2 separate regions of the Gossypium hirsutum genome follow, and region 2 is linked to region 1. A link is a contact called in public Hi-C data. All regions are on one chromosome and are shown on one strand. The core of a region is the stretch at or near the end of the contact, and the rest is flanking DNA. Distances in the headings are between cores, read along the strand shown. Region 1 holds the start of LOC121208458 (protein FAR1-RELATED SEQUENCE 11). Region 2 holds the start of LOC107896631 (two-component response regulator ARR2).

Evidence for each region. Hi-C and Micro-C count contacts between places; a contact is called where the count stands out from the background.
Region 2: a Hi-C map of leaf shows a contact between it and region 1, with 3 times the contacts expected there. The contact joins the promoter of LOC107896631 here to the promoter of LOC121208458 in region 1. A contact is called at or near these places in 11 of 34 Hi-C or Micro-C datasets (anther, hypocotyl, leaf and 2 more).

Annotation. Positions count from the first base shown.
Region 1 is chrA10:99,028,137-99,033,363 of Gossypium_hirsutum_v2.1, reverse strand. It overlaps LOC121208458 (protein FAR1-RELATED SEQUENCE 11), which reads right to left and starts at 3,118. Exons shown (of 7, transcript XM_041079114.1): 1 at 2,228-3,118; 2 at 1,868-1,933; 3 at 455-1,423; 4 at 1-81. The coding sequence starts at 1,120.
Region 2 is chrA10:99,171,569-99,176,961 of Gossypium_hirsutum_v2.1, reverse strand. LOC107896631 (two-component response regulator ARR2) reads left to right here and starts at 2,713. Exons shown (of 6, transcript XM_016821833.2): 1 at 2,713-3,179; 2 at 3,431-3,583; 3 at 3,659-4,039; 4 at 4,450-4,523; 5 at 4,643-5,393. The coding sequence starts at 3,005.

The sequences.
Region 1 (5,227 bases), core at 1,869-4,368:
AGCAATTGCCTCTTTCAGCCACATATTTTGGTCAGTTAGTAGGGTTTGTGGAGCCTTTCCTTTCATGAAGCCCAAAAATGTCTGCATAAATATTGGGAACATCAAGAATCAGAAAGACGTGCAATCAGAGAACTAAAAAAACAACACAAAAAGGAAAATGAGGAGCATAAGGACTAGAAACTTAAAGAATCAAATATGCATCAATTGCACTTTAAAACTCCATTCACCTTAATGTTTTTAACTTCGAGATTAAATTACTCCATGTGCATATTTACATCCCATAATCTATACTTTAACAGCACCCAAACTCTAGAATGAATTAGGAGAAATCGAAGTGTGTGAAGTTAATTATCCCAAAAAAGGGTGCAAAGTCTGAGGCAGGAGCCCCATCGCCAAGGTAAATTGCATATCTGTAGTACGCTAAGAGTAAAATGTATGGCTATAGGTTTTCTACCTTCAATCCCCATGAGAAAGATTGTATGTTTTCATCTCGTAAAAGGACACATCCAAAAAAAGTAGTCATTCCATGATTTTCTACTCCAGCCCATACACCTAATAGCATGTCATAGGCATCCAGGCGGTGCGTCGTATCGAAAATCACAGCATCTCCAAATGACACGTATAACTGAACAGACGAAGCATAAGTCCATGCAATATGTTCCAGCCTGTTATGGCCATCTAATTTGAAATCATATTGAAAGTTGGGATTTTCATCTTTTAGTTTTTTGCACATTGCAATAAGATCAATAGGATCATTATCGCGATTGACATTTCTAAAAGACTGCAGCAGGTTCCTCACATCTATTTCTGTAAACGGTAAACAGCCTAACTTAACTCCTTTCTCTAGCTCCATCAATCTTAACATTTGTCTCACTGACATTCCAGCTTTTGCAAACATGCAAATCCGTGCTTTGTCATCTGGAGTAATGGTACAGTAGGCAGGAAGAAGACATACTTCATTTGCTTTTAAGAGTTCATGGTTGTGGATGTTGCTAAAGGCAGTAACACGCCATTCAGGAACATTGAAATCTGCACACTTGACAATGCGCATGTATGCTCGACAACCGCAACGCGATGATTTGCGATTCCTCTGCATCTTCCCATCTTCAGATAACTTCATCTGCGGATATCCGCCTCGATGGCAAGTAAAATCCCTTCTCGTGACACCTCGACCAATCCCATCTTTCCCTCGGGTTCAATGGCGCCTGATCGAGAAACCACATTGTTTGGCAAAACTGCAATAAAATTCATAAGCAGCATCCTGTGATACAAACCTCTGGCCGATAAATGGAACAAGATTCACAGAGTTTGTTGCGACAATATCGTGTCTTCGGGCATTTCCACAATAGTTCCATTATCATCTTGAGATAAATCAGTGCCATTTTCAGAAGATTCCATCACCATACTTGTCCCTTATGACATTCTTTACACAAAAGAAAAATAAAATCTCAATTATACACAATATAACAAAAACAAGTAATAGTTAAACAAAATTTGCAAATACAGTGAAGCCATATGAAATAATACTATGAAAGCAAAAGAGCGAGTGAGTGCAATCGTAACATAAAAATAAGATCAAAGAACTACATTGTATGCAGTAAAGAAACTAGCTAATCTTCTCCTTCGATACTCTTCTTCATGCCAGCTAATTTCTTTTATCATTTCCTCGGAAGATCCATTAATAACTAATAAGTGATCACTTAAAATTAGCATTAACAGAACTAATTCTTCAATTAACCCAATGTGTAGACTAACATTTCAAATCAAAGGGAACTTGAAAATTCCACTATATTTCGATAAAATAAAGCCAGATCAAAACAATAAAAAAAACAGAATATAGCTTAAATTTGGAGAAAAAAGAACTCACTCGACAGCTAAATTTCTCAATGCAAGCTTGATTTCTTAGCCATTTGATACCCTCTGGAAAATGACCCTACACCCAGAAAAGGGAAATCATTACAATTTAAAAAGGAACTCGCTTATTTACATTTTGAGTAACTTGCTTAATAAATTTGCAAAAATGAACTCTTTAAATTTGAATTAAATAATATTCGATTGATTGGACTTGTAAATTTAATTTTGGGCTTGTTCATAATTTTGTCGAATTTAATTTGAACTTAAAGTGGATTTGGGCTCTTTTTATAATTTGGATAATTTTGGCTCATTAATGTTTGGCATATATAAGTATTTTTCTGTAATTTTGAATTACAAAAATACAAAAAAATACCAAAAGGGGGAATGGGAAAATTACAAGAAGGCCCCCCTGGTTTTGCAAATTTTATAATCTGGTCCGCAGGACCCTGCACTCGCTCCACCACACCACTCGTGAACCACCATCCAACCCCAACTCGGCAAATCAACCACCATAATTTAAAAAAAAACAAAGGAAAACTTCTTTTTTTACGAAATCCCAGCTTGAACCTGAAAATAAGCAGAGAAATCAGAAGAAGAAAAAGTAAGAAACTAGTTTCACCCAAGGATTCATCGGAGCCGTTTGGGGTCTCCGTTCATCGATCCGGACGGTCGAAAGTCAGCCACCTACGAGAGCAGCCCCATATCTCGGAATCGTGCTGGATCAACGGTAAACGGCGGAGATCAGGTCAGGAGAAGTTCCAGAGGTTTTCGGGTCCTAAAGTTTTTGTTTGGTTTCGATTTTGGAATATCGGAACCAGTAGAAGCGAAGGGGGAAGAAAATCGGTCTTTTCGTGGCCTCCGATCAACATAAACGGCGGCACCGGCGGCGGTTAAAGAAGGCGGCAGTTAAGAATATCTCGCTAAGTAAAGGAAAGGGAAAAAAATGAGATGAAAGGAGGAAAGAAACGACGGATCAGATGGAGCTGGAGAAGACCGCCGGAGAACCAGGCGGTGGCGGCAAGGGAGAGAAAGCTAGGGTTTGCTAAAGAGAGAAGAAGAATGAAAGATAAGAAGAGAAAGGAGAACAAAAGAATCGAGGAAGTGGGAAAGAAAAAGGAAAAACGAGAAAATGAAAAAACAGAAGCAAATAATACAATCACTTATTATTAATTTTTTTTATGGTTTTTATCCGAATAAAAACAAAATTTATTATCTCAAATGGTATGCACGTAACATTATTTACCAGAATAATATTTTTACAATAGTTATCATTGGTAGTGCCTTACAAGTTGACACCATCATTTTTCTTTTTCTATAATTATCATGCCATCATTGGGTCATAGGTGCCAATATTACTTGTCTAAATACGAGTTGGAGGGGTGGAGAAGATTTGTCAAGCGGCACCCAAGTAGACGGAGTTTGTCAAGCGAGATCAGCATTACCTTCCAACACAAACTCTTCTCTGAAAAATACTAAATTTTTTATTCACAAAAAAATATTATTATAAAAATAAAATTAATATTTTATTATTTATACCAAAAATACGAAATTGTTTTATTCCAAACGAACATTATAATTACACTAACAGTCCCAACTTTGGGGTAGCTGACAAAACAGTCACCTAGGTTTCATTTCAATCACTCAACTTTCAAAAAGTTACAAAACAGTCACCAACGTTATAAAAAAAGTGACAAAATAGTCACGGATTAACTGTTACCGTTAGGGTGTTAACGGGATTGCTAACGTGGCAAGTTAACCAGCTGATGTGGCAAGTTAACTTGCCACGTTGGCAACGGCTGATTGGTGCTTGGTTTGGGGTGGGTTTAGGAAAAATTTTGAAGGGTTATGAGTTAATGTTTTAGGGTTAGAAACAGATTAGGATTAAAGAGATTTGAGGGGGAAAGAAAAATCGATTTAGGAAATTTTGATCGTGATTTGGGGTTTTTTAGGGTTTAAACTGAATTGAGAATCGATTAAGAAGGGTTTAGGGTTAGAAATCGGTTCAATAATCGAGTAACAAGGTATAAGGTTTAGGGTACGATTATCTATTTTGTTTGGGGAGAAAAGAAGACGAACCAGAAACCATTCGGTGTTTTTGATTGTCAGCGACAATGGGCAATAGAAAAGAAGCTATCAGTGTTGTTACATCCACTTTAACGGGTAAGTTGTTGTATTTAGTTGTAACTTTTTTTGGATTTCAATGCTGTTATTTCGATTTAGGGTTAATTAAGGTTATTTTGGTTTCAATTTTAATTTCGGTTTTGATTTTGATTTTGATTTCTATTTTGATTTTTATTACAATTTTGAAACACTCACTAATTCTAATTTAGATTTTGATACAATTTCGATTTCGATCTCGATTTAGAATTAGAATTTGATTTTGATTTTGATTTGGATTTGGATTTCGATTTAGGGTTATTTCGATTTTGATTTTATTTGTTATTAATATGCATGACAGATTAGGGTTTGGTTTTTAATGTGTATGACATATAATGTGTATTGTATGCCATGTGCATGATGTTTATTGTTTGTATCTACCATTATTGAATGCCATTATCAAACTGATGTTTATTGTGTAAATATGCCATTGTTTGTATCCAAGCTCCTATTTTTTATTATGAATATCTGCCACTATCACTCCCATTGTTATTTACCTCTTTATTGTATTGGTTATTGCCTATTATTGTCTGCCATGTGCATGAGAAAAATGATTGTGTTTGATTAAATTAATTTTTGTATTGGTTGTTGTCTGCCATGTGCATAACAGAAGTGTTTGTATTAAATTATTGGGTATTTTGATTGGTTATTGTCTGATAGAAATGGATAAAGTGTTTGCCTATGTTGTCTGCCTTTATTGATGAGTACTTTATTTGGCAGGTTTAATTGATGACAATTTTAATGAGAATGAAGAAAACATGTCTAGTAATGATGTGTCTGGTAGTGATATGTCAGGTAGTGATAGTGATGCATCTGAAAGAGTTAATTTAGATGGTTTAAACATGGATGGTATAGAAGTAGATGAACTGTGTGATAGTGATTATTCTAGGAGGTTAGATAGTGCACATGAATCTGACTTAGATGGCCAAAATTGGCCTAAGTTCAACTTAGAGAATGACATGAGTAATCCTAGACTTATAGTTGGAATGTTATTTAAGTGTAAAGACAGTCAAAAATAAGCTGCCAAGCAGTATGGTAGGTAGAATAGTTATTTTATTAAGTTTCCCAAAAATTATTAAAAAGGTTAAAGGTAGTCTGCAGTGAAAAATGTAACCTAACCATACTTGTTCTAAAGTCTATAAAAATAGGAATCTAACCTCAACTTGGATAGGTGAACATTATAAAGAAAAATTCATTACTGATCCTGATTATTCTC
Region 2 (5,393 bases), core at 1,464-3,963, 140 kb before region 1:
TATAAAAAGAATTAAACCTTTTTTTAATTTCATTTTTTTATAATTTACAATTTTTGTAATAATATTATTAATTTCAACTAATTTTTTTAATTATCATATTTTTAATAATTTATATGTTTTTCTAGCTTATATATATTTCTAAATTTCTTATATATTTATTTTCATTTTAAATTTTTTAATGTGTATATACATTTAATAAAAAAATTGTTGTTTTATATAAAGGCACCACGTAACACTTCGTGATTGGCTATAAGAATTTTTTTAACGTTGGTCAAAAAATGGACAAAAAAATATAATGAAGGTATATTTTAGGCACCAAAGTGAGAATTTGAGTGTACTTTAAGTATCAAATCGAGACAAAAAAATTTAGATATCAAAATGGAAAAACAAGTATACTTTAATAGGCGAATTGTGAATTAACTTATATTAAACTAAAAAAAAAAGAGGATTGTTAAAATTACGAAACAAATAAAACAAAATTGTTATTAGTATAAAAAAAATAAGTGAATATATATATATATATATATTAAACCGTACGTCAATTATTTGTGGATTCCTTAACAATATAGTGTTGTTGGTTTTTTTTAGTTTTTCCAAATAAAATTTAAAGCAACTTGTGGATTCTATTCCTATATTTTATAAATTAATAATTAATTTTATTTATCAAATATTTATTTTTAATTGTTAAATTGAAGTTTACTTACAATGATATTTTAAAATTGTCAAATAAAATTTAACAATTAACCTTTGTGGACTTTTTTTTCTTTCTCACTAAATAATCATCACCACATCATTTCGTTACGTATTTTCATTTTTATTTTTTTTGTTTTCTATATTTATTTGTCTTGCTATTTTTTATTATGTTTCATAATAAAATATAAAATTCTTATTTAGATAATGATCGTTAGTGTCGAGATTTTTTATGTCGTACGAATTTTTTAAAGAATTTCGAATTGAATTATTTAGTGATAATTATGTATGTAACTCAACATTAATCATTTATATAATTTAGCAAGTTAATTAAAATATAAGGAATATAATTTAATGTATACCAAAGTATAAATAAAGGGCACTCAACTTTTATGTTATGTTGAATCAGATGAATAACCCAACTTTAAAGACTAGTTTTATTCTTTTGTATTCATGTCTAAGTTAAAAGGTACTAATAATAACAACAACAAATTCAACATAAAATTTACTATTTTAAGAAACATGCTTAAGCAACTCAAAGTTTGTTTTATTAAGGGAAAGATTCATTGGTATGTGTTTTTGTGGAAAATCAACCGTAGGTTTTGAAAGAATGGGTTTTGTGTCGGTGGTCGGTGAACAACCAGCAGCCGGCGGTGGCGGCAAGGGGAAAAAATTGAAACTTCAAGGCTTTTTTGACTTTTGGCATAATAATAGAGTAATTATTTGGACCTAATTTTAAATTCTAAAGTGAATATTGTTGAAAGGCTTTACTTGAATATCACTTTTAGTCTGATCGGAAATAAACTCAAAAGTAAAATAAATTAGGAGATTTATTGTTGGCTAAAAGGAAAAATGTCTACTCATAATAAATACGAATACAAAGCTATATTATTGGACGTTAGTGATTAGATCAAATCTCTGAAATTAGTATATTAAATTTGACACTAATACTTTTGTTCTTCTTAAATAATTTAAGAAATCTCATAAAATGTAAATCCTTTAAATCAAACGCAAATAAAAGGATTATTATTTGATAAATTAATCGTTGAAATTTTTAAGTACACAAATGACATTAAAATTTTGTCCAATATCTATAAATTATTTTAAAATTAAATAAATAAGATAAATGATAAAATCTTAATTTATATATGAAGTTAAAAGAATTTTTACCGCTTATGTCTAAATAAAATATGCTTAATATATAAAAAAGAATTTTGAAGAGATTTATTTTTATCCATAGGACATTTAGAGAGAATTGATACTGTTTGTTGGAATGATAGTTTTCTAAAGAAAAAAAAAAGGATAATTACCTTAGATAAAAAGTAGTGAAAAAAAAAGAATATATAAAAATTTTCAGCAGATTTATTTTTATGCATTGGACTTTTTAGAGAGAATTGATACTGTTTGTTGGAATGATAATTTTCTAAAGAAATAAAAACAAATTGATATTGGAAGTCGATGTCAGCTTTACTTTTAATTTGATTTAATTTTTTTAAAATAAAATTTCAAGTATAAATTATATATATTTTAGTTGAAATTAAGATGTTGGTTATCGAGATTAATTCCTTCCTATAATTATAATCATATAATAAATACTTAAATTAAATTGATTAATTACTTAATAAATAATTTGAAAATTTTAATGTAAAATTGTTTCAAACAACAATGTTTATTCTAATTAACTAAAAGAACATAATAGTTAAAATTATGAAATAAATAAATTTTTTTCTATATTTTTAGATATAATTTAAGGACACTTATCATCATATAATATAAAATATATTATACCTTAACATGCATATTTAAAAAAAAAAATTAAGAAGAAAAGAAAATGGAAAGATAAATAAGTTGGTTGGTGAGGATATTGGTTTTAGTTAATCTTATATAAAGTAAAAATTAAAGGAGTGAAGTGTAAAAAATAAATTTGTTTGAGTAGATTTGGATATGTGGAGTTAGTTAATTTCATGTGTGAGCTGGATCCATGCCTATATCACTGACCCACTTTATTAAACAAAACATAAAATAATCCACAAAACAGAGAAATTGAGCTTCTAGGTGAGACAATTAGAGATGTCTTCAACTTCAATCTCATAAATGCTTTATATAAAATTTCTCTTCTAATACTCCAAAACTCACTCTCTCCTTCATCCTAAACTTCAACCTCTTTCAATTTTTCAACCTGGGTATCAATCTTTTTTATGTTTAGTTAAAGTTTAAGATGTGAAAGGCAGCATCTTTATGCAAAAAAGATTGTCTCTCTCTCTCTCTCTCTCTATATATATATCTTCTTGGTTCTGGGTCAGTTTTGTAAGACATGAATGTAAGTAGTGTAAAAGGATCCATGTCAATTAGCAGTTCAACTTCCACTTGGAAAGCAGGAGATACAATTAGTGATCAGTTTCCTGCTGGTTTAAGAGTTCTTGTTGTTGATGACGATCCAACTTGTTTAATGATCTTGGAGAAGATGCTAATAGCCTGCCTTTATAAAGGTATTATCAAAACTCATGTTTCTTTCTTCTGATTCTTTGTTTTATTTTTGAGGTTTTCTTTCTTTGCTCATGTTGATTTTGTTTTGTGGGTCCAAAGTGGGAAAAACAAAAGGGAAAATGATCTCTGTTTTCTTAGATTTGTGAAGAGTAAGGGTTTACAACTTTGGGTTTGAGATTGTCTTATTTTCCATTACGAGTATGTCATTAGCTTTAAAGGCTTGATTTGTTTTTTGGATTTGTGCTTTGCTCAGTTACCAAATGCAATCGAGCGGAGACGGCATTGTCCAAACTCCGAGAGAACAAAAATGGGTACGATATTGTTCTTAGTGATGTGCACATGCCGGACATGGATGGATTCAAACTTCTTGAGCATATTGGTTTGGAAATGGACCTCCCTGTTATCAGTAAGCAATGTTTCCACATGGATTTAATTACCCTTATTATGTTTTTGGCCTAATCCCACTTTGTATTCCCTGCAGTGATGTCAGCAGATGATGGGAAAAAGGTTGTTATGAAGGGCGTTACCCACGGTGCTTGCGATTACTTAATCAAACCAGTTCGTATTGAAGCACTCAAGAACATATGGCAGCATGTGGTTCGAAAGAGGAAGAATGAGTGGAAGGAGTTTGAGCAGTCAGGAAGTGTAGAAGAAGGGGACCGGCAGCCTAAACAATCTGACGATGCTGATTACTCGTCCTCGGCTAATGAAGGGAACTGGAAAGGCTCAAAAAAGAGGAAAGATGAGGAAGAGGAAACCGATGAGAGGGATGATACTTCTACGCTGAAAAAGCCGAGGGTTGTGTGGTCTGTCGAGCTCCATCAACAATTTGTTGCAGCGGTTAATCAACTAGGCATTGATAGTACGAATCTTTTACCCATTTCTTTCATTTTGCTTGCTGGAAAAGTACATCTTTTTTTATTACACTAGCATATGACTTTTAGTAAAAATGTCTTTATTTTCTGAAAACATGCGCCATGTTCTTGTTGTTTTCACTGTTCTTGTTCGAGGTTTTTAGCAAACAACTGAAAGATCCAAGTAGAAACATGCTAGCATGGTCAGCATGCATTTGTCTAAGTAGATCTTCAATTATTGGTTTCTTTTTGTTGTTATGTGATTTGTTGTTTGTTTAAGCTCATGCTTTTGGATCGAATTCTGTTGATTTAAATTTCTTTTCTTACTGTTGGGGAATATGTTCGAAATAAACTTCAAATGCAACTGCTTGTCAGTTGATTTTTATGAATTTTTATGTTTGCTTTTCTTATATAGAAGCTGTTCCGAAAAAAATATTGGAGTTGATGAATGTTCCTGGCCTTACCAGAGAAAATGTCGCGAGTCACCTTCAGGTCTGTATATGGTAACTAAATACACAATCTTTTCACTTGCTTGCATTTGCATCTGATAAATAATTCTCAGAATTCTTGTTGGTCCTTTGCTGATAATCGTCATGTTATTATGTGATCAGAAATATCGTTTGTATCTTAGACGGCTGAGTGGGGTATCACAGCACCAGAGTAATCTGAGTACTATTATCAGCGCCCAAGACCCAACATTTGGGTCACTGTCTTCACTCAGCGGGCTTGACCTTCAAACCCTTGCTGCCACTGGTCAACTTCCTGCACAAAGTCTTGCCAGACTCCAAGCAGCAGGGCTTGGTCGTGCAACTGCTAAATCCGGCATACCTATCACCCTTGTTGATCAAAGAAACATCTTTAGCTTTGAAAACCCCAAGTTAAGATTCGGAGAAGGGCAGCAACAACATATGACCAATAAGCAGCAAGTAAATTTACTTCATGGAATTCCAACAACCATGGAGCCAAAGCAGCTTGTGAGCTTGCGACACGCTGCACAATCAATCGGAAACATGAATATGCAAGTGCCTCCCCATGGTGCACAAAGTAGCCAAAATAATCCTTTATTGATGCAGATGGGGCAGCAGCAGCAGCAGCAGCAGCAGCAGTCAAGAGGGCAGATACTCGTTGATTCCACTATTAATCACGCCCCTAGGCTCTCCTCATCAATGGGGCAGCCTATATTGTCCAATGGAATTGCCACCAATGTGTCTTCCAGAAATGGAATCCCTGAAAATATTAGAGCCCCTGGTTATTCTCAGACTCCTTCAATGTTGAATTTCCCCATGAATCATGCTTCCGAACTACCTGGTAACAGTTTCGCTCTTGGAAGTACACCTGGGGTATCTATTCTCACATCAAAAG